Linked DNA regions of Mus musculus: regions 1, 2, 4, 5, 6 and 7 are each linked to region 3. The links are chromatin contacts, called in public ChIA-PET, HiChIP or PLAC-seq and promoter capture Hi-C maps. All regions are on one chromosome and are shown on one strand. The core of a region is the stretch at or near the end of the contact, and the rest is flanking DNA. Distances in the headings are between cores, read along the strand shown. Region 1 holds the start of Gramd1b (GRAM domain containing 1B). Region 2 holds the start of 1700110K17Rik (RIKEN cDNA 1700110K17 gene). Region 3 holds the start of Hspa8 (heat shock protein 8). Region 4 overlaps Gm35657 (a long non-coding RNA gene). Region 5 overlaps Gramd1b (GRAM domain containing 1B). Region 6 overlaps Ubash3b (ubiquitin associated and SH3 domain containing, B). Region 7 overlaps Gramd1b (GRAM domain containing 1B).

Evidence for each region. Promoter capture Hi-C pulls out the DNA fragments that hold promoters and counts their contacts. ChIA-PET counts read pairs in DNA pulled down with a chosen protein or histone mark. HiChIP or PLAC-seq counts read pairs in DNA pulled down with a chosen protein or histone mark.
Region 1: a contact with region 3 is called in a promoter capture Hi-C map of neutrophils, with 5 times the contacts expected there. The contact joins the promoter of Gramd1b here to the promoter of Hspa8 in region 3. A contact is called at or near these places in 9 of 39 promoter capture datasets (the C10 cell line, the HPC-7 cell line, HPC-7-derived erythroid cells and 5 more), 3 of 484 Hi-C or Micro-C datasets (Sertoli cells, pro-B cells and regulatory T cells), 10 of 115 datasets of contacts at active chromatin or transcription factors (bone marrow-derived dendritic cells, bone marrow-derived macrophages, effector CD8 T cells and 7 more) and 2 of 9 other capture datasets (adipose tissue and liver).
Region 2: an H3K4me3 HiChIP or PLAC-seq map of bone marrow-derived macrophages shows a contact between it and region 3, with 4 times the contacts expected there. The contact joins the promoter of 1700110K17Rik here to the promoter of Hspa8 in region 3. A contact is called at or near these places in 7 of 39 promoter capture datasets (the 3T3-L1 cell line, 3T3-L1-derived adipocytes, the HPC-7 cell line and 3 more), 3 of 484 Hi-C or Micro-C datasets (cerebral cortex and pancreatic cancer cells), 12 of 115 datasets of contacts at active chromatin or transcription factors (bone marrow-derived dendritic cells, bone marrow-derived macrophages, effector CD8 T cells and 7 more) and 1 of 9 other capture datasets (liver).
Region 4: an H3K4me3 HiChIP or PLAC-seq map of bone marrow-derived macrophages shows a contact between it and region 3, with 8 times the contacts expected there. The contact joins the enhancer-like site here to the promoter of Hspa8 in region 3. A contact is called at or near these places in 24 of 39 promoter capture datasets (the 3T3-L1 cell line, 3T3-L1-derived adipocytes, the C10 cell line and 14 more), 1 of 15 datasets of contacts at CTCF or cohesin (pro-B cells), 14 of 484 Hi-C or Micro-C datasets (the CH12 cell line, the G1E-ER4 cell line, the HPC-5 cell line and 10 more), 16 of 115 datasets of contacts at active chromatin or transcription factors (acute myeloid leukemia, astrocytes, bone marrow-derived dendritic cells and 12 more) and 3 of 9 other capture datasets (adipose tissue, liver and pancreatic islet).
Region 5: a contact with region 3 is called in an RNA polymerase II ChIA-PET map of memory CD8 T cells, with 36 read pairs. The contact joins the enhancer-like site here to the promoter of Hspa8 in region 3. A contact is called at or near these places in 14 of 39 promoter capture datasets (the 3T3-L1 cell line, the C10 cell line, cranial neural crest and 8 more), 8 of 484 Hi-C or Micro-C datasets (CD4 T cells, Th1 cells, cerebral cortex and 5 more), 20 of 115 datasets of contacts at active chromatin or transcription factors (CD8 T cells, bone marrow-derived dendritic cells, bone marrow-derived macrophages and 14 more) and 1 of 9 other capture datasets (liver).
Region 6: a contact with region 3 is called in an RNA polymerase II ChIA-PET map of memory CD8 T cells, with 542 read pairs. The contact joins the enhancer-like site here to the promoter of Hspa8 in region 3. A contact is called at or near these places in 5 of 39 promoter capture datasets (the C10 cell line, the HPC-7 cell line, embryonic stem cells and 2 more), 2 of 484 Hi-C or Micro-C datasets (B cells and the G1E-ER4 cell line), 5 of 115 datasets of contacts at active chromatin or transcription factors (CD8 T cells, bone marrow-derived macrophages, effector CD8 T cells and 2 more) and 2 of 9 other capture datasets (liver and pancreatic islet).
Region 7: an H3K4me3 HiChIP or PLAC-seq map of bone marrow-derived macrophages shows a contact between it and region 3, with 5 times the contacts expected there. The contact joins the enhancer-like site here to the promoter of Hspa8 in region 3. A contact is called at or near these places in 5 of 39 promoter capture datasets (cranial neural crest, embryonic stem cells, hippocampal neurons and 2 more), 2 of 484 Hi-C or Micro-C datasets (embryonic stem cells and memory CD8 T cells), 12 of 115 datasets of contacts at active chromatin or transcription factors (bone marrow-derived dendritic cells, bone marrow-derived macrophages, double positive thymocytes and 8 more) and 3 of 9 other capture datasets (adipose tissue, liver and pancreatic islet).

The regions. Positions count from the first base shown.
Region 1 is chr9:40,454,489-40,457,188 of GRCm38.p6, reverse strand. Gramd1b (GRAM domain containing 1B) reads left to right here and starts at 1,425. Exons shown (of 20, transcript NM_172768.2): 1 at 1,425-1,895. The coding sequence starts at 1,519.
Region 2 is chr9:40,332,160-40,334,859 of GRCm38.p6, reverse strand. 1700110K17Rik (RIKEN cDNA 1700110K17 gene) reads right to left here and starts at 1,388. Exons shown (of 3, transcript NR_040728.1): 1 at 1,273-1,388. It overlaps Gramd1b (GRAM domain containing 1B), which reads left to right. Exons shown (of 20, transcript NM_172768.2): 3 at 1,205-1,415.
Region 3 is chr9:40,799,769-40,802,554 of GRCm38.p6, reverse strand. It overlaps Hspa8 (heat shock protein 8), which reads right to left and starts at 1,279. Exons shown (of 9, transcript NM_031165.5): 1 at 1,207-1,279; 2 at 428-637; 3 at 1-137. The coding sequence starts at 632.
Region 4 is chr9:41,177,948-41,180,647 of GRCm38.p6, reverse strand. All of the region lies in intron 6 of Gm35657 (a long non-coding RNA gene), which reads right to left. Among named protein-coding and RNA genes, the nearest start is that of Gm35657, 21 kb to the right of the region's middle. Within about 2 kb of position 1,402, at least 19 of the 459 cell types and tissues checked have an H3K27ac peak or open chromatin away from gene starts, as enhancers often do. A contact at or near this core is called in Th17 cells and bone marrow-derived macrophages, where this site is marked.
Region 5 is chr9:40,422,349-40,425,048 of GRCm38.p6, reverse strand. All of the region lies in intron 1 of Gramd1b (GRAM domain containing 1B), which reads left to right. All of the region lies in intron 1 of Gm51668 (a long non-coding RNA gene), which reads right to left. Among named protein-coding and RNA genes, the nearest start is that of Gm51668, 6.7 kb to the right of the region's middle. Within about 2 kb of position 1,363, at least 87 of the 459 cell types and tissues checked have an H3K27ac peak or open chromatin away from gene starts, as enhancers often do. A contact at or near this core is called in CD8 T cells, Th1 cells, bone marrow-derived dendritic cells and 6 more, where this site is marked.
Region 6 is chr9:41,071,594-41,074,293 of GRCm38.p6, reverse strand. All of the region lies in intron 1 of Ubash3b (ubiquitin associated and SH3 domain containing, B), which reads left to right. Among named protein-coding and RNA genes, the nearest start is that of Crtam, 68 kb to the right of the region's middle. RefSeq lists an enhancer at 1-2,655. Within about 2 kb of position 1,328, at least 120 of the 459 cell types and tissues checked have an H3K27ac peak or open chromatin away from gene starts, as enhancers often do. A contact at or near this core is called in B cells, CD8 T cells, the G1E-ER4 cell line and 7 more, where this site is marked.
Region 7 is chr9:40,395,926-40,398,625 of GRCm38.p6, reverse strand. All of the region lies in intron 2 of Gramd1b (GRAM domain containing 1B), which reads left to right. Among named protein-coding and RNA genes, the nearest start is that of Gm51668, 20 kb to the left of the region's middle. Within about 2 kb of position 1,350, at least 137 of the 459 cell types and tissues checked have an H3K27ac peak or open chromatin away from gene starts, as enhancers often do. A contact at or near this core is called in bone marrow-derived macrophages, double positive thymocytes, embryonic basal ganglia and 5 more, where this site is marked.

The DNA of each region.
Region 1 (2,700 bases), core at 176-2,675, 350 kb after region 3:
CTTGTTTGGGGTGGGGGTCGTTGAGTGTTAAACTTGTACCCCAGCAAGCTCAGTCCAACACAGAATGTCTTCCTAAAGCAGATCACTTCTACATCCCACCTCTCAGGGTTCACCTGCCTCTAGCACACTGATATACTTGGCAGGACTAGTCCATATTTCTGTTCAGAGGTCTGAGGCCACAGTAAACGGTGTGACCCAACCCATTCCCCAGCAAGATGAAGCAGCATCACACAGTCTCAGGAATGTCCAAGGATGCACTTGACTCCCTGGAGTCTCTGAGGGTGGTGCACCGGCTAACTTCTCTCAGCCTCTTTGCCTTTCACTTATAATCGGGCTATAGTTTTGGCCAGGCCACACACCATGTATCCAGTATCTTTCCCTTAATGGTCCTGTGTGTCCTGTGTCTTTCCACCCTATCGTGTGTCTTTGTGTCCGTGTCTGGTGTCCTCAGCTTATTCTACAGAACTGTCTTTTCTTCCCAGCTTGCCATTTTGGAAGCAGCCTCCAGGAACTTTCCATTTTCCTTCTGATTATGTATGCCCTGTCTTCCTGGTCAGCACTCCAAACAACTCGGAGAACGCGCATTTCTTAGGAGAGAGATTTGGCTGAAAAGTCACCCAGTTTTCCTTCAACCCTGTATCTTGGGTGGTCTGCGAGGGAGGGCTAAATCCATTGATTCCCCTCCCCCAGGGGAAAAAAAAACAGGGAGTTTGCTAACCAGAGCTGCTTAGCCAATCGTTGCCTTGAGAAAGTTTGGATTGTGCTCCTATTTCATTAGGCTGATTGGAGCAGCCTTGACTCGGAGGTATAGTCCCTCCCCAAGGGATTCCGTGTACAGTTACAAGGCTGTCGCTGGCTGTCGCTGCCTGTGCGTGTCCTTTCAGGCTAGCAACCCACTCCCTCCTCAGCCCCCACCCCCCTCCACCTACTCCACCTTTTTTTGTTTTTATCTAGTGTCTCCCTTGCTCTCTCTCTCTCTCTCTCTCTCTTTCCTCTCCCTCCTACCACCGCCTCTTCTTCCAGTCCTCCACTCTCCTGCAGCGCCAAGCCGGCTCCCCAACGCAGTCGGCTGAACGCAAACCACTGAGAGTTTGCTGCGCAGTTCCCTGGGGTCCGGGGCCGCCGAGTCCCGCTAAGGCAAAGACACCGGCAGAGAGAGCAAGCGAGCAAGCGGGCGCAGCGGAAGACAAACACACGGGCACGCGAAGGGGAGCCCCAGGAGGGCAGCCGGGTGGCAAAGCTTGGCAGGCGACTGTCACTGCGTCCCGGGTCGCCTCTTCCCTCGTCGGACTGAGCGAGGAAGCGCGCTTCTTAAAGTTCTAGACCGCAGGAGGCGGCGTCCCCTTCAGTCCCCTCCTCGCGGCGCTCCAGGAAAAGGAACTTGATCTACTGGCAGGCTCGAGCCTCCCGCTGAACGTGAGAGGGGATAGTGCCACGGGCCCCAGGGTAGGGAGCCGAGAGAGGAAGCCTCGAGCCAGGCTGCAGGCGGAGGGCACGGAGCAGCGGCCAGGGACCCCGATGCCGGCGGCCAACATGATGGAGAACCTGCAGCTGCCCGCCCTGCAGGTGCCAGAACCTCAGGGCGCACCCGAGGGCAGCGCGGTGTGGTCCAGCTCGTCCACCCCCACGCTTCGCCGCCGGCGCTTTAAGATGCGCCGGATGAAGAACGTGCAGGAGCAGAGCCTGGAGGCGGGGTTGGTAGCCCCGGACCTACCCGGCGTCCTGGCCCCCGGCAAGGAGTTCCTGCAACTGCCGTCCATTGAGATTACGCCCTCCAGCGACGAGGACACCCCGTGGTCCAACTGCTCCACACCCAGTGCGTCCCCGCGCCGAAAACGCTTCCTGCTCCGCAAGTGGCTGAGGGTGAGGGAGCGGAAAGAATGCAGTGAAAGCAGGTAGGTTCCAGTTTCTCTCCAGCAGTCTTCCCCTGAACCTCTCGCCCCTCCCCAGGGCGGTCTAGGACCCTAGGGCATTCTGGTGGAAACTTCCGGGATCAAAGAAGGAGCTTATCGCGTCACCTTGGCGTCTTCAGGCACTGCCAGGGCACCAGGGCTACCACACAGCCTAGAACTAGGGACTTTACATTACTTGATGTGTTTGACATAGGTTCATGCTGCGTTTCATTTCTTGACCCTCACAGCAAAATGGCCAATACAGTGTTATCTTTTATTATCTCTTAAGCCCTTACTGTGCGCAGACTACTGTCTGTGGTGAGGGCTTCACCTGAGGATGGAATTTGGAGAAATTAGGTAGATAGTATTAGGCTATGATTCCATTGTACAGGTGGAGGTGTCGGGAGACTAGTGACAGAAGTTTAAGTGACGCCTCCACATGGACTTCCGAATCCCATTTCACTTTTTGTCATTTTCTTTTTCCTACACTACCCTGCTGGTACAGGTCCATGTTGCCTATGGAGAGGTGACGTATTCACATTTTCTACCACATCACGGACACATCTCACGATCGATCACCGTGCCAGCTTCAGTTTTGCTAGGGAGATGTTTGCTGTTCACATTCAAGAACTAGCATGAAGCTCACAGGGTAATGTGTGTGTGTGTTGCTTCAGGAAGTTGCCCATGGTGGCATGGAGTCCCCGCTACTCATGGATACCATGTCCCCTCTTCAATTTACTTCTGGACTCGGGGTATGACCATTAGCAGAGGTCTGTACTATTAGAGGGGGCGGGGTGTTGCTGTTATT
Region 2 (2,700 bases), core at 139-2,638, 470 kb after region 3:
CACTGTCCCGAGGCAAGGCCAGAATGTGGTATGGCACAAAGGCTTCCTGAGTTAGTCTGGCTCCTGAGCAGGTGGGCAGGATCCTGCCCCTCCTGTCACCTTGGTCTGGGGCCATGTAATCTCCCAGGATGTCCCTTCCCATTTCCACTGTCTCTTTCTGAGGATTCTTCCCTCCCTGCCCAGCTCTTTGATTTCTCTGTTCTCTGAAAACAGAACAAACTGAGTTCATTCTTTCCTCTCCACCCTTTTCTCTTCACCTCTTCTATTCTATTGAAAACACAAGCTAAGTTTCGGTCTTTACTGTATTAACAGATTGAATGCCTCGGTATAACTGGATTTAGTGCCATGGGAAGTACAAGGAACTTTTTAGAGGTGAATTTTGGGTAGGAGGTATGAGAACAACCCCCCCCCCCCCCCGTAGACCAGCAACATAACTTACCAGGCTGCTATGAGTGACTTACATCTGTAGCAAACTCTGAGGCTAGCCCTGGGTCACTTTCTCCTCTCTATCTGGCATTTAGCTTCATCTTTTAAATGAAATGGAAGGATAGTGGCCGTTATTAACTCAACTGAATGTCCTGGCACATGGTACCTGTGCCAGCGAGATGGCCAAGCCAGTGTGGCCTGAGTTCATTCTGCAGGACTCACACTGTGGAAGGAGGAAACAGACTCTGGCAAGTTGCCCTCTGACATCCACAGGCATGCCCATGGTACATGCATGCCTGCACACATACATGCAAGATAAAATAACGTCGTAATTTGTAAAAGACATGCCTATGAAATAATATATATGTGAATGCTTTGAAAAGCGGAGTTGTTGTCACTATGGGCAAGTGTTGAAACAAAGCATGTATAAAATGAACTGGTGGCATTGAGAGATTCTTTCAGGGTCTAAATCATCTTCCCTAATAGCTTTCTACATGTAGTTAAAGCTCAAACAGGATTGGATGGGTGAATATTTAAATACTTGACTGCTTGTTTCTAGTCCCAGTTCCCTTTTCACACCGGCACTACTGCCCCCTGCTGGTCAGTAGCAGCATTACAGTGCAGCAAGTCCCTAGCTGGGTTGTCTCCTCAGCCTGTTGCCTGGGCTCCCTGAGCTGGCTCCTTTGCATGGGTCTGTGGCCGACCGTCACTCACAGCCTTCCTTCCTTCCTTCCTCTTCCCTCTCCATCTCATTCCCCGTCTCCATCTGCCCCTGCAGCACTGCCAGTAACTCCAACCGCAGCACGCCAGCCTGCTCTCCCATCCTCCGGAAGCGGTCCCGCTCACCAACACCACAGAACCAGGACGGAGACACCATGGTGGAGAAGGGCTCAGATCACTCCTCGGACAAGTCCCCGTCCACCCCGGAGCAGGGTGTGCAACGCAGTTGCTCCTCACAGTCTGGTCGGAGCGGTGGTAAAAATTCCAAGGTGAGCAGACGATGCTGGGGACTTGGCAGCCTTTGTTAGCTGGTCGCAGGAAGCTACTGGGTACTCATGTGACCGAACAGCCCCGTGTCTATGTGATGAAGTCAGGACAGGTCAGCGTCAGCAGGGGAGACTCTTGATGAATTGATTCCTGGTTAATCATTCAGGGAGGGTCCCGAGTCATGCGCCCCTTCTCCACCCCGCTCCCCATCTCTCGGTAAGCATCTAAGGAACTTCAAGACCCTTGAGATATGGAGGAAGCTCTGGTGAGCAGGAGGTGTCGCCTTTATAATCCTTCGTTAAATTTGGCCCTTTGAACTGGCAAAGGAACGTTATTTGGGACAAGTGTATTGCCAGGAAGAGCGAGTTCAGGGAAGCTTCCGGAGGGCTATTTTTAACCTCCTCCTTGGCCATCACCCCGCCTTACCTTTGTCCCAGCCCATGCCCTACTCATCTTGCAGAGAGGATAGTCACAGGACTTTTCCTTCCCTCTCAAGCTTGTCTTGGGCTCCTGATCCAAGGATTAGCATAGAGGCCTCCCTCACATGGTTAAGGTTCCCCAGAGTTCTCCTTCGATCCCCAGGCCTCTGGCAATCAAGAGGTGCCTCTACTCAGGTGCTCCTAAACCAACGGGAGTCGCAGGGCTTGAGAAAGGGGACCCCTCGGGAGGCTTGGGAGAAACCCCACTTGAACTTGTCTTTTGATTTCTTGTTCTTCCTCTTCTCCCCACTGTTTTCCAAACACCTTTGCATGCATGGTCTTAGTCTCACAAGCGCCTCTCAAAAGTAAGCCATCTTTTGTCTCTGTCTTTTAATCTCCCCTCTAGTATTGAATTGTCTGTAGTGCTCAGCATCCCTCCTTCTACCCCTGCCAATTCTGCCCATATGTCCTGCTTGGTCCCTTTCCCAGAAGGGCTGAACCCACTGTTCCCCACCCCCACCCCTTGGCAGGCTGGCTTGGAAGTCACTGAGGGACCACGCCCACTGCACCTGACAACAGAGAAAAGACTCCACCTCCCACCCCACTCCACCTGCACCCCATCCCCTTCCCGAGTCTGCCTGCTTCTCAAACACTACCACTAGTGGGAATGTGTCTCCCTCCTTGCGTGGCACTTTGTAAAACGCAGAGTCCTGCAGGAGGTAGTTCCGTCCCTGTGGGCGTGGAGCCTCCACTCAGTCACTCTGTTGTTTCATGTGACCCTTGGATGGGTAACGGTGGCCTCCCTGGCAGAAGTGAGGAAAGACCTTGATGAGATCTGCCTAGTTCATCTTTTCCTCCACCCCTGAGA
Region 3 (2,786 bases), core at 30-2,529:
GAAACTTTTTGTCTCCCCTTTGTATTCCACTTGGACCTTGGGCCTGCCTGCATCATTCACCACCATGAAGGGCCAGTGCTTCATATCAGACTGAACAACAGCATCATCAAACCTACGCCCGATCAGACGTTTGGCATCTGTAAAATATTAAACATACCTCATCACACTCCTTAGTGCCTATCACTGCAAAAAAAAAAAAAACCAAAAAAACAGAAAACAAAAACCTGCAGCACCCATCTAGATGGACGTAATCTCTAGTGCAGGAAGCCAAGGCCCATATTTAAAATCTTGTGGCCTTATATTGTCATATTTAAACAGTTGCAATCTCAGGCTGCAGTTATTAAGGCAGATCTGTTTCTACATTCCAAATGCCCTGCCCCCCAGCCCTTTTACTCATGCTAGTGGCACAAAGATGCTGGCGACTTACCAAAAACTGTGTTGGTGGGGTTCATTGCAACCTGATTCTTGGCCGCATCCCCAATTAATCTCTCTGTGTCCGTGAAAGCAACATAGCTTGGCGTGGTGCGGTTACCCTGGTCATTGGCAATAATTTCCACCTTTCCATGCTGGAAGACACCCACACAGGAGTAGGTGGTGCCGAGATCAATGCCAACTGCAGGTCCCTTAGACATGGTTGCTATTAGAAAAAAAAAGGAGGGGGGCTAAGCACTCGCTTTCCGGCTTTTATCCAGTCCGCAGTGGGTCTGGACTTGGTGACCCAGACCTATCACCTGAAGCCACGCGGCAGGCTCGTGGCAGCAGTGCTGCAGTATAGGTGGTCTGTGCCAAGCCTGGCACAGCCCGCCCAAGGCTCAAGGAACCATCTGTCCTAAAGGTCTGCGACAATGGTGGAGCACGTGGCCACCTCCGAGCGCCCCCCGAACCCCCCCCACCCGGACCGCGCACCGCGGGAGCCAGGATCCCCCTTTCCCACCTCGGGGGGCCCTGCCCTGTGGGCGCCGGGCAGAAGCCTTATATTTGAAGTCACAGACAGGATAAAAAGACCAGGGCGCCTGTGGCTCCCCTCCCCCGCCACGCGGAGCCACAAGGCCATGGCGGCGCCGCCCTGACTCAGCCCATCCTCCGGATCTGCTGCAGTCTCTGTCCCTGGTGGTGACGGCCTGAGCTGCAGCCGCCGCCTAAGAGACTCCCCGGGACTCCTGCACCACCCCGGACCCCCGCAAACCCCCGAGTCCCATGCCTCACCTTGTGTGTAGGCCCAGCTGCGCTGACGACGAGACCACACAAATGCCAGGCAGCTGCCTCCGCGTTCAATGAGACCGGTTTCCGCCCGCTTCCCTCTCTCTTATACCCTGTCTTAGAACCTTCCAGAAGGGTGCCGCCCCATCCCGCTGCCGATCATAGCTTCTTAGCCAATGGACGACCAGCCCTTGCCGACTGCACTAATGAAGAGCCAGAACGCTCGCCTAGGTCCCGCCTTCTCCCCGCCCCGCCTCGCGATGACGCACGACCGCGGCGTTCTGGAACTTTCACGCTCGCCCCCGCTCTGGGAACGGCCCGGGGGGAGCGGAGAAGGCGGGGCGCCGGGAGCCCGCGCGCGGGAGTCCTCTGTCACTCAGAGCTGCTGGGGGAGGGGAGAGGGTCGCCGGCGAGTGCGCGTGCGCGACCCGGCAGCGCAGGCGGGAGGGGGCGGAAGGATGCCCTGGGAGGAAGGCGGGTACCTCCGCGACGGACCAATGAGAGCAGCGTTCGGCCGGATCCCTACCTCTTGGGACCCCGGGCTGCCTGAGAGAAGAGCCTGAGGGAGGGGGAGTCCGGGAAGAGAAGACGGAAGTGGGGCGAGGACAAAATGGCTGCGAAGGTTGTTGCGCCCCTCCCCCACACGACCCTCGGTCCTTCTCCCTGAGCCCGGCGGTTTCCCGGCCTCGGGCTTGGTCCACCCCAGCCTGAGACTAAGGAGCACTGCTAGGCTTCTTGTTTCGTGCTGCCAGCTTGTGGGAGGCTAAGCCGCCGCGCTATCTCGCTGGCTTTCCCCACCCCTCACCCCCCACAAAATGGGACACCTCGATTCCCCCCCCCCCCAGTGCGGAGGCTCGATCTGCCTGGCTCGCCACATGTCCCCAGGATCGTTTGTGATCCTCTATCAAAGAAATGGCCCAGTCCTCTCTGCTTACCCCTGAGCCGAACGCCCCTCCCCACCTCCGCTGTCCCACAGGGGACAGCGTGACCTCTGTCCCCTCTCTGCTCCACCAGACTCATCAGTTAATGGAATAAATGTACGAAAGATAAATGTTTTTTGTCCCTTTGTGGGTGAGCTAGGCACTGGCATTCCTGGTTTCCGGCAGCCCCGTGTCCTTGATAGAGTGATCGCGACCTTTTTATTTTCAGTAACATGAGGTAATGTCTCTCCTGACTTGACTTTTACCAAAAATTAAACGCCCGGCCGCGCTGAGTCCTTGAAAACGTGACTGAGCCAATGGCCGGAGCGAGTGCTTAGACTCTGAAACCGCAGTGCCTGGAGGCTGGGCGTTCCGGGCCTCGTCACACCCGGCTCTCTAGCACTTTCCACGCGTCCTTTCAAATAGGCAGGGAGTGCAGCTCTTTATTAGTTAGATAGGTTGTCTTTTTATTTTTTAAAGAATACTGTTGTGGCGTTTAAATTGGAAGGTCTCCAGACCACGTGAGGAAGGCTAGCGGAAGACCGGGGACTCTTTGTCCTTGTCAAAAGCTAGTAATCACTAAGACAGTCATAAATAAATTTTTTCTTTGGTATTTGCATCTCGGGAGGAATGTTGGCTTGGAGTTCATGGGAGGATGTACAAGGA
Region 4 (2,700 bases), core at 153-2,652, 380 kb before region 3:
GTGAATATTAGTTACACAGGAAACACTCAAAAGACTGAGACAGGAGGATTGCCACCAGCTTGAAAACAACGTAGGATTCTATAAGTAGACCAGGTCTCAAAACAAAACACAATCGGAGCTGGGGATGTAGCTCAGTTGGTAGAATGCTTTTAGAGCCTGCATGGGGTCCTGAGTTTGATCCCAGTACTGTTTAAAACCAACACGGTGGTACTTGCCAGTGATCTCACACTTCAGAGATGGAGCAGAAAAATAAAAAGTTCTAGGTCAGCCTCAGCTATGCAGTGAGTTCATACTCAGAGTTTGAGGCCAGCCTGGTCTTCTTGAGACCATCTCAAACAGACCCAAAAGAAGGAGTAGGAGAAAGAAGACGAGGAAGAGAAAGGAGGTTAAGGGAAAGGAGAGAAGGAAAGAGAGAAAGGATAGATGGATGGAATGAGACAGACAGACAGACAGATTCTGCACCTACAAGGCTTTTTAATAGTGTCTCTACTGATGAGGGCATGGACCCTGTGAACTACCTAACCACCACCTGCCAGACTCCACCTCCACGAACTGTTGCATTAGAAACTAACTTTCTACAATTAATCTTGGACAAAGTCTAAGTTTCCATGCAGCTACTAGAAACTAAATTTCTCACATGTTAGTATTTGAGAATACATTCAGACCACAGGAGGTCATATTCTCTGTCTCTCCCTCTTCCTCCCTCTGTCTCCCTCTGTCTCTGTCTCTTTCTCTGTCTCTCTCTCTGTCTCTCTCTCTCACACTCTCTCTCAAACACACACATAGACACACACACATACGCACACACACACACACACACACACACACACACACACACACACACCCCAGTTCCCTGTTTACCTTAGTTTAAGCTTAATACCTCCACTGGAGGCAGATGTAACGGTGCACACCTATAATCCAATGTTTGGAAGGCGGAGATAAGGGATCAATAGTTCAATCTCAGGCTTGCCTACATCACAAGACCCTGTTTCCAAAACAAAAGCCCCTACTGGGACAGCATACTCTTGGTAAGACTGGGGAGAAAGCTTCATCAAGACCTTTCTTACTTTGACTCATGAATGTCAAGTTATTATTTTCTCCAGTATTTGCATTTTTCATTCCCTTTACAGAAATAGCCTCCCTGGCTTTCTTGATCCCTTATGACCCTGTAGCTTTTACCATAGATATCATCCTTTCGGGAAATCATCCTTCATCCAAATGCCAGAATAGATGCCACAGACACTCTGCCCTTGGGTTCTCATAAAAGCAGGTCCTCTCGCTACTGCCATGCCTTTCCCTGCACTGTAGTTCCCCACGCTCTGTCTGTGTTCAACAGCACAGACACACATTTTGCAGGCAGCTGTGGTGAGTCACTGATCCCTGTACTGAACTGGAACTGAGAGTGTGAGGACAGGGGTGACGGGGTTAAGAAGGATCACATGACACAAGAGAGCCCCGAGTACTGTCAAGGACCATGACTTCACCTCAAAGCTGGCAAAAAAACAAAAACAAAAAAACATGAGGTCTTAGCTTGGCATGGATACAACTCCACTTACAAATGTGTGTGTGTGCTGTGTGTGTCTGTGTGTCTGTGTCCGTGACCGTGTCCGTGTCCGTGTCCGTGACCGTGTCCCTGTCCCTGTCCCTATCCCTGTCCCTGTCTGTCTGCGTCTGCGTCTGCGTCTGCGTCTCTGTCTCTGTGTCTCTGTCTGTGTCTGTCTGTGTCTGTGTCTGTGACTGTGTCTGTGTCTGTGTCTGTGTCTGTGTCGTCTGTGTCTGTGTCGTCTGTGTCGTCTGTGTCTGTGTGTCTGTGTCTGTGTCTGTGTCGTCTGTGTCTGTGTCTGTGTCTGTGACTGTGACTATGTCTGTGACTGTGTCTGTGTCTGTGTCTGTGTCTGTGTCTGTGTCTGTGTCTGTGTCTGTGTCTGTGTCTGTATGTGTACTAGAAGTTGAGCCTGGGATCTTGTACATACTAGACAACTATTCTCTGACTATCGAGCCTTGGCCTCTTTTTACTTTTTATTTTAAGGCAGGGTCTCGCTAGATTGCCTGAGTCCTGACCTCACTGTACCCCAGACGGGGCTTGAACTTGTGGTCCTCCTGCTTTAGCCTCCTCGAGTTGATATTACCAGCTTGAGCAATCAGGCCCTACTTAGGTCTATTTTTTATTTATTGGTTTATGCTTTTTGTTTCTTTGTTTGTTTCTTTGTTTGTTTGTTTTGAGACAGAGTTTCTCTGCCTAGCTCTAGATATCCTAGAACTCAATCTGTAGACCAGGCTGGCCTCAAACTCAGAGATCTGCCTGTTTCTGCTTCCAGAATCCTGAGGTCAAAGGTGTGTGCTACCACTGCCGGGCCTCGGGTCTCATTTTATAAAATGTCCTTTATCAGGGTCCGTGAGAGAGCTTGGTAGGTCACGGCACTTTCTGACAAATATGACAACCTGAGTCTGATCCCCAGGATCCACAGCTGTCAGGGTTGTTTTCTGACCTCTCCATGCATGCTCTAGCATGTGTGTACATGCAAAATAAACTTAAATGTAAAAGAATTTCAAAGAAAGAAAATGTACTCTACCTACAGAGGGTGAACAGAGAAAGCCGAGACTAGTTTATTCTCTGCCCCCATAGTCCACAGATCTCTTGGGGCCACTGCACATTCTAGATCTCTTCGGCTCTTTGGTTTCCTGTCCAGAGGACAGCCT
Region 5 (2,700 bases), core at 114-2,613, 380 kb after region 3:
TCAAGTGCCAGTCATCCCTCTGACCTCCACTTGTCTGCCACACAAAAGTATTTTGTGACATACACCAAATAAATACAAATATAATTTAAAAGATGATATGAGCCTGGAAAGAGACATGCCTAGAGTTGCTTGCTTTATTTATTCATTGTTTGTTTGTTGTTTTGCTTTGTTTTGGAAACAAGGTTTCATTATGTAGCTCTGGCTGTCCTGGAACTCATTATGTAGACCAGGCTGGCCTTGAACTCACAGAGAGCCACTTGACTCTGCCTGTTAGAATTCTTTAATGTGCCACTATGCCTACCCGGCCTGTTTGTTTGTTTGTTTGTTTGTTTGTTTTGAAAAGCTGCTTTAGAAGGTCATAGGAAGCACTCAGAGCATATTTGTGTTCTGTGGTGGAGTGATGTCAGCTGGTGAGAGCTCATTATATTTGTCATTTCCCAATGCTAATTTCAGTGACATGAGAAACCAGCCATGGTGAAAGTGTTTACACCACAGAAATTAGCAAATGATCCAAATCAGTGAATCTCGTCTGGTTTGCGAACATTTATTAGTGGAGTAAAAGAGACAAAAGTCTATCTTAATAGAGTGGGGCTCAGTCATTTGCAAACCGGAGTTTTGCCTCTTCAAAAACCAAACAATCAAAACCAAACCAAAGAAGCGATAACATATGCCATTCAGGTCATACTTGGGACCCGGTGGGTCAGAAGCCAGCATGAGTAAGGAGTTAGGAAATGATTTTTCAAACAGTCTCCAATTGATACAGCCAGAAAAGGCAACAGGAAGTGATCAGGAACATATAGCCTCCCCATACCTGCCTGTATTAGCCTACTTCCTCTGTCGAGTTTCTTATCCACTTTTCCAAAAAGTAACAATGGCCAGGAAGGAAGTGTTCAAAACATGGGCCTCAGGAAACATTTCATATGTAAACCACAATACAAGACAACCCATCTTGCATTTCTTTGAATTTTCTCAATCTGTGGTGGTTGGGAAGGGTTAATTGATGTTGTTTTCAAGTTCTGCATGGTAGTTAGGTGTCATTGACTAGAAACACAACATGTATGTACATTAATTAGAACCAAGTAATGTGTGTGTCTTTCAAACATGGCAGCTGTGGAAACAGTTTAAGGATTTTTGTTGGCAAGAAGCTAGGGTGTTGTTTGGAGCAGACAAACGGTGCTTGTATGTTGTCTTCTACTCCCGTGAGAGAAAACAGATGGAAAAGCAACTTGACCTCCTCTTTCAGATTAGGGAACCTCAGGATCAGTGTGTTTGTCTCAAATGAAGGTTGTGAGGTGGCGTATTGTGGCTTCTACTTGCTTTCATTTTGAGCCTTTCCTGTGTGAGCGTACTAGCTGAGATGAGCAAGGGCTTTTCTACAGGAGGGCGCACAGGATGTTAACAGCAGGAAGTAGAGAGATACTTGTGGGGGCAAGGTTTATGAGGCCTGCTGTCCAGAGTCTTGACCAATCCTCGAAGACTCCAGGTTCTGAGAAGGGACTTGGTTGACCGCATTACTTCCTGAGTGAAAGATTCACTTCTGAGTGACCTGGTTAATTTGCATTTAGTCTTTCAAGAGTGCCTAAGATTCACTGTGAAGCCAAGTAGTGGCTGAGGCCAAAGCTGCTCCTATGATGGTAGAAACTAGGGGGAAAGCCGTGTGCTGCTTCAGCTAAGAACAACGGAAGGGAATTGGAGCTGAGACAAACTCTCTTGCCCCTTTCTCAGAACCCATCCCAGGAATGCAATGGGGTGAGTATAATTCTTTTAATTGGTGGGATCAGAGGTCTAGAATTCTTTTTGTTGTTTGTTTGTTTTGTTTGTTTTTTTTGCAACAGGGTTTCTCTGTGTAGTCCTGGCTGTCCTGAAACTCACTCTGTAGACCAGGCTGGCCTCAAACTCAGAAATCCACCTGCCTCTGCTTCCCAAGTGCTGGGATTAAAGGTGTGGGCCACCACGCCCGGCTAGAGGTCTAGAATTTTATTGTGGCTGAAGAGTTCTTTGATCTTTGTAAAATAATAATAATAACAACACAGCACAAGGCATTGAATAGAATATTTCTTCTTTCCTCAGCCATAGTCCAATTCTCTGTGTTTGGAGTAGCATGTATTGTGATTGGCATGGAGATCTGAAACTCATACCATTCGATAGGAAGAGCAAACAGTGGGCAGGCTCAGCCTACTGCCAAGTTTTGCTCCTGGTGTGTACTTGAAGAGCCTCAGTCCTCCCTGCCACCCTCTGATGAACGTCCTGCTAAGTACGAAGCACAGCTCCTGCCCTTTCATGATGGAGCTCTAGGTCATGCCTTTGGCATGTGTGTAGGACAGCGGAGGGTTGGCAGTAGGAGGCAGCGGGTGGTTGTTGTGATGGCCTCTTTGTTTCCGTCTCATTCTGATTGGCACCACCAGATCTCAGCATTGGTGCTTCTGTTCTTGAAGCAACAGTCGCAGATGGCCCCTTCTGTGCCCTGGAATGTTGAGTGGGATCCTTTCAACCCTGGTATCAGGAAAACGTGGAGGGACAAGGAGGCAAGTACCCAACCTATGTTGATTTGAAAGCACTCAAAAAAAGGAGTCTTTCTGAACGGGCTGGTGGGATAAGCGTGCCCTTTCACCACCCGGCAGTGTTAGGCACTTAAAATGGAAAGAAATGACAATTAAAATGGGCCTTTCACTTTCAAATGATTATTAGTTATAGTAGAAG
Region 6 (2,700 bases), core at 79-2,578, 270 kb before region 3:
GGAGGGAGGGAGGGAAAGAGGAAGGGAGGGAGAAAGGAAGGGAGAGAGAGAGAGAAAGAGAGAGAGAGAGAGAGAGAGAAAGAAAGAAAGAAAGAAAGAAAGAAAGAAAGAAAGAAAGAAAGAAAGAAAGAAAGAAAGAAAGAAAGAAAGAAAGAAAGAAAGAAGAAAAGTAAAGCTTTGGGAAGGGTATTCATGTGTCATCATGCCATTTTCTATAAGAGACCTCTACATCTATTTTAATATGTGTATATGGGATGGGGGATGGGGGTCCCAGAACCAGAAGTCTTTGGGAGAAACCAACTGGGTTGCAACTGAGAAAGCAACTGGACGATCAGACCGTGTCACGTGACTAGTGTGTCACGTGACTCGGAGAGACTATCTGGTCCCCTCTACAGTGAAGGACCAGAGCAAGGCCGATGGCTGTCACCCACGAAGAAGGGGCTTGGTGTGGCTGTTTTATCTAGCACTCAGTATTGTAAGCATGCCTCTTGCTTTGGTATCTGGCCCCAGGTCCCAGTGAGGATTCCTCCCTCCCCCTCCTTCCCTGCAGCCATGCCTCGGTTTTATCTACTCATTTCAGCTCTAGATGGAGGAAACCACAGCCCCACTTCCTCCCTCTGCGGGTAAAAGAGACTCCCAGCACAGAAAAACACATAAGGTAGTAGAAGTGGAAAGGGCCCGAGAGAACTCCATGAGCCCCTTTCATTTCCTATAAGCTCGGGGAGGGTGGAGGACATGCCAGAGGTCATGTAATGGTTGCTGGGACTAGAGCCTGGCTGTCCCTCCAGCATCAACCTTCTATCCACCTGCCCAGGAGCCCATCAAAGGGATGGCGAAAGGATACAGGGTGCAGCCGACAACGCAGATCCTCAAGTCTGAGGTCACTGCATACTGTGCCTTGGCTTCCCTTGACCTTGAAGATGTGTCACCCCATCCCCACGCCCCGACCCCCACAATTCCCAGCTCTGTGCAATGGGGAGTATACATGATGTGATCCGATCGCTTCTGCATCTGGGAGGGCATCACTGAAGCCACAGCGAGATTAATGTAAGTTAATACCTGCTGTCAGCCTCCAAGTGCACACTGCCATGATTCTTAATACTTTAGCTGGAGGACTGCAGCCATTCTGTCCCCATCTCAGCTTCTCCACTTCCCACCTGATCCAAGGAATAAGACTCTGATAACTCGGAGAGCCATCGGGCTTTTGACTTGTCACCTGTTGTGGGGCGGACCTAAACACGGGAAGACATTGTAAAGGAGAGAGAAGATTGGGCTTTGAGTGGGGAGGGGAGAGGACCATGAAGGAGGGGGGACAAGCTCACACCCTCTGCTGCGTTCACCAACGAGGTTCCAGCCCAGGCCTGGTTATCTCTCCCTCCCACTCACTGGGGATGCTGTATCAGTGAAAAAGGAAGTAAAGCAGGGGAAGTGACTCATTAGGATCCTCCCCTAACCCACCCACCCACTCACCCCCACCCCCACCCCCACCCTCAGACAGAAGTGTATTTTGTCAACTCAGACTCAAGGTCCTATCTGTGTGAGCCTGGTTGAATTATATTCAGGAGAGAGGGGGAGGGGTTAGGGAGGAAGGGAGGGATGAAGAGAAGCAAGGAGAAATAGGGGAGGGAAGAAGGAGAAGAAGGAGACAGAAAGAGGGAGAGGGGGAGAGGGAGAGAACGAGCTGGTAGAGCCATAGACCACGGGTTTGCCTCTGCTTCCCTTCTGGTATTCATAGGCTGATTTAACTGTGAGTACTCCAGGGTCCTGGAGTTCATTGTGGAGTCTTGTATCTGAACACCACAGTGACCCCGTTGCTTTTATCACAGAGGATGCTGGACATGGCGTTCTGGGGCAATTCGTGAACTGGTTAAGGAGGAAGAAGGATTAAGTTAGGACCAAAGGAATCAGGCCCCATGTAGGCATGAGCAGTACCACATGTTGGCCTGACAGGAATCAAGGCTGACCACATTTGGAGGCAGCATTTGAATGTAGCAATCAGAAAAGGCTATGGGGAAATTTCTTGAGAGCATCTGACCTTGAAGTACATGCAGAGCCACCCAGAACTGTCAGACCCTCCCCTTCCTACTCCAGAAACAAGAGACCACATTTTGGTAGCAGAGCCAGTGGCTAGCTGAAACTTCCACATGTAAGCTAACACACACCCTGTCTCTGTCTCTCTGTCTCTCTGTCTGCCTGTCTGTCTGTCTGTCTCTCTCCCTGTTTCCTTATCTTTCCTTTTTTTTTTTAACCTTACCCAGACATAGTGGTCCATACTTGTAGTACCAGCACTTGAGGCAGGAGAATTGCTAGATTGAGGCCAGCTGCATAGTAAAACTCTGTCTTAATTTTTAAATTTTATTTATTTATTTTATTATATGAGTACACCATTGCTCTCTGCAGGGACACCAGAAGATGGCATCATATCCCATTACAGATGTTTGTGAGCTACCATGTGGTTGCTGGGAATTGAACTCTGGACCTCTGGAAGAGCAGTCAGTGCTCTTAACCGCTGAGCCATCTCTCCAGCCCCAAGACTGTCTTTAAAAACAAACCAATAACTATTTTTTTCTAGTGATCAAATGGTTCCCTACATTTAAAATTTGTTTTTATTTATTTTTTCAATTAATTAAGATGTATGTGCATGCATTGGTGTGTGGTATGGGGTGTGTGTGTGTGTGTGTGTGTGTGTGTGTGTGTGTG
Region 7 (2,700 bases), core at 101-2,600, 400 kb after region 3:
GCAGCTCACTTTTGCAAGTCTGATTTGAACCTGACCTGTGCAGGGGTGGTTCTCACATCTCTGGCTTTTCCCAAGACAGCATCTCTCTGTCCCCAGCTCTCTGGTGCTCCATCTTATCCTCCCGTGGTCATTCCCACCCTGCCTTTAGTCACTTGCTCTCCTTTTCCCTTCATGCTCAACCGGGTCCACGTTTCTGATTGCCTTGTAGATTACGGTGTTAGGGTTTTTTTTTTTGGGGGGGGGTGTCGTCTCATGTAGCCCAGGCTGGCTTCTGACTCACTATGTAGCCAAGGATGTCTTTTAATATCTTATCCTTCTGCCTCCACCTCCACACTCCTGGCTGGCCTTGAACTCACGCCATTCCATCTCGGCCTTCTGAGTGATGGGAATATAGACCCGTGCCGTGTGTGGCCTTCTGTTTGAGCCCAGGTCCAGCTTTCTCTTAGTGTCTAGCGTCATTGATGTTCCCCGGTAGCATCCTTGGTACACATTCTTTCTCCTAGTCTTATTCTATTGACTCTTTTGTTTGCTGCACTGCTTTCATGTCTCTGTTTAGCCTCATCAACAGCTCTGGGTTTCCCTGCTGCGTACCTGCCCTTATGGTGAATTCTGGGAGAGACTTGGAATGTACACCCTGGGGTGAGGGGTTGCTTGGCAAAGGGGAAGACTACCATTGAATAACAAATGAACACAGACACAAACTCTGACTTAGTATTTCTTTGCCAGACACGAATCCAAGCCCTTTACAGTGTTTTCTGGCTTTACAAATGCTTTAGTTTTGTAACATCCCTGACTTATAGATAAGGAAATGGGGACACAGTCAGGCCAAGCAATTTACCCAATGTTACACAGAGGTGAATGGTTGAGTTAGAATTTAAGTCTCAGCCTTTCCTTATGCTCAGTGCTTTGCTGAAGGTTGATGGCTAACAAGCAAAGGATGAGAAAGTCACTCATGCAGATATACACTTGCAAGGGAACGCCTGCTGCCCTTGCTCTCTTCCTGTTTGTCCTTCCAAAGAACCCATCTTTTATAACCAGAGAGTCTACTAGAGAGCTAAGACTCCTCATTTTTTCAAGTTCCTTACAGTTCTGTGAGTCTTTCCCAGTCTCATTGCCTTCTTTTCAGTTTCCCACAGCACCCAGAAGCTAGAGAGAAGGGATTTGACCTTTTTAGAAAAGACATCTGATTGTAGATTTATAATCTTGGTACAGAAATCAAAATGCAGTTGTATACTCTGAAAGCAGTGCAAACATGGCTGCCAAATGCCTGCTGCTCAGAACTACAACTCCCAGAATGCAGTGCTGGGGAAGTTTCTCTGACCAGGGTTTGAAACAACCACACTGGCTTCCTTGTAGTCCAACCTCCCAAGCGGCTGCTGCTGCTGCTGCTGCCATGAAGGCTCTTCTAGCAGAAGCAGGTGCAGTGTTCTGCCTCAGATCTGTGCTCAGGGAGTTGGAGACTGGATTTCTCACATCACCTTCCACTCGGCTGTCAAAACCTGACCTTCTCAAAGCCTTCTGGGTCTTTATCACTTCCTCTCCTTAACTTGGTGCTTAAGTGCAGTGATTAAGCAGCTACCTAAGGTAGAGTGATTAGTATGAATAATTGCCCCAGACAGAGAATATTGTAAAGGAGTGTTTCTCTCTTGCCCCTTCGCTAACTTATTAGGCGAAGTGAAATGGGTTGGAGAACAGGGAGCCTCAGGTCTCTAGTTTCAAAAGCAAGCGTATAGGCTGGAGGGTTATTTCATAAGGAATCTCTCACGTCCTTTTTGCTAAGTAGAAGAGGTATGAATCCAATGGCCCCTGCAGCAGCTGTTTCTACCCTTTTAAATATCATTTTCTGGCCTGGCGGTGGTGGTGCATGCTTTTAATCCTAGCACTTGGGAGGCAGAGGCAGGCAGATTTCTGAGATCGAGGCCAGCCAGGGCTACAAAGTGAGTTCTAGGACAGCCAGGGCTATACAGAGAACTCTGTCTTGAAAAAAAAAAGACCTATATATATATATATATATATATATAGTTTTTTTTGTTTCTTTTTTTTTCTCAGAATATTCTTTGTACTCTGAAATATATACCTCCCCAACCATTGCAGGTTGTCTGTTCTGTACCAAATTACATTATGTCTGAGGCTGGTGGGTTCAAGGCCTGAACTGCCTTAGGCTTCTGTTGATGCTCTCTCAACACTGCTGACACAAGTTCACCTTCCAGGGATGTGTGCCAGGTTTTGGTTGTTTGATCTATTGAGTCAGAGCTTGCCAAGTAGCCCCAGTTAGCCTGGAACTCACTATGTAGATCAGCGAGGCTCAAAGTGTGTGCAGTTGCTCCTGTCTCTGCCTTGTGAGTACACAAGGGATTACAGGTGTATACCACCTTCCTTACCTGGTGATAGTTCCTTAAGAACTGAGTAGGTAGATGGATTGAGTCATCGGAGAGACTAGGCAGACTCCAGTTATCAAGGAATTGGTCTCTGTGCGATTTTGATGAAATAGAATGTCCTCTTTGGTAGGCACCAGCTTTCTGCCTTCTGTCTGCACATTTGATTGTCAGCCCAGGCACAGAGAGAGGATTGAAGGCCACACGATAGTCAGAGGGAACTTGTCAGGCTTCTGAGTAAAGAGGACAGTGCGATATCTGTGGTGTGGCACAGTCCCCATGCTCTTGGATTTGTAAAGGAGTCTAGTGGGGGTACCCTCATTGA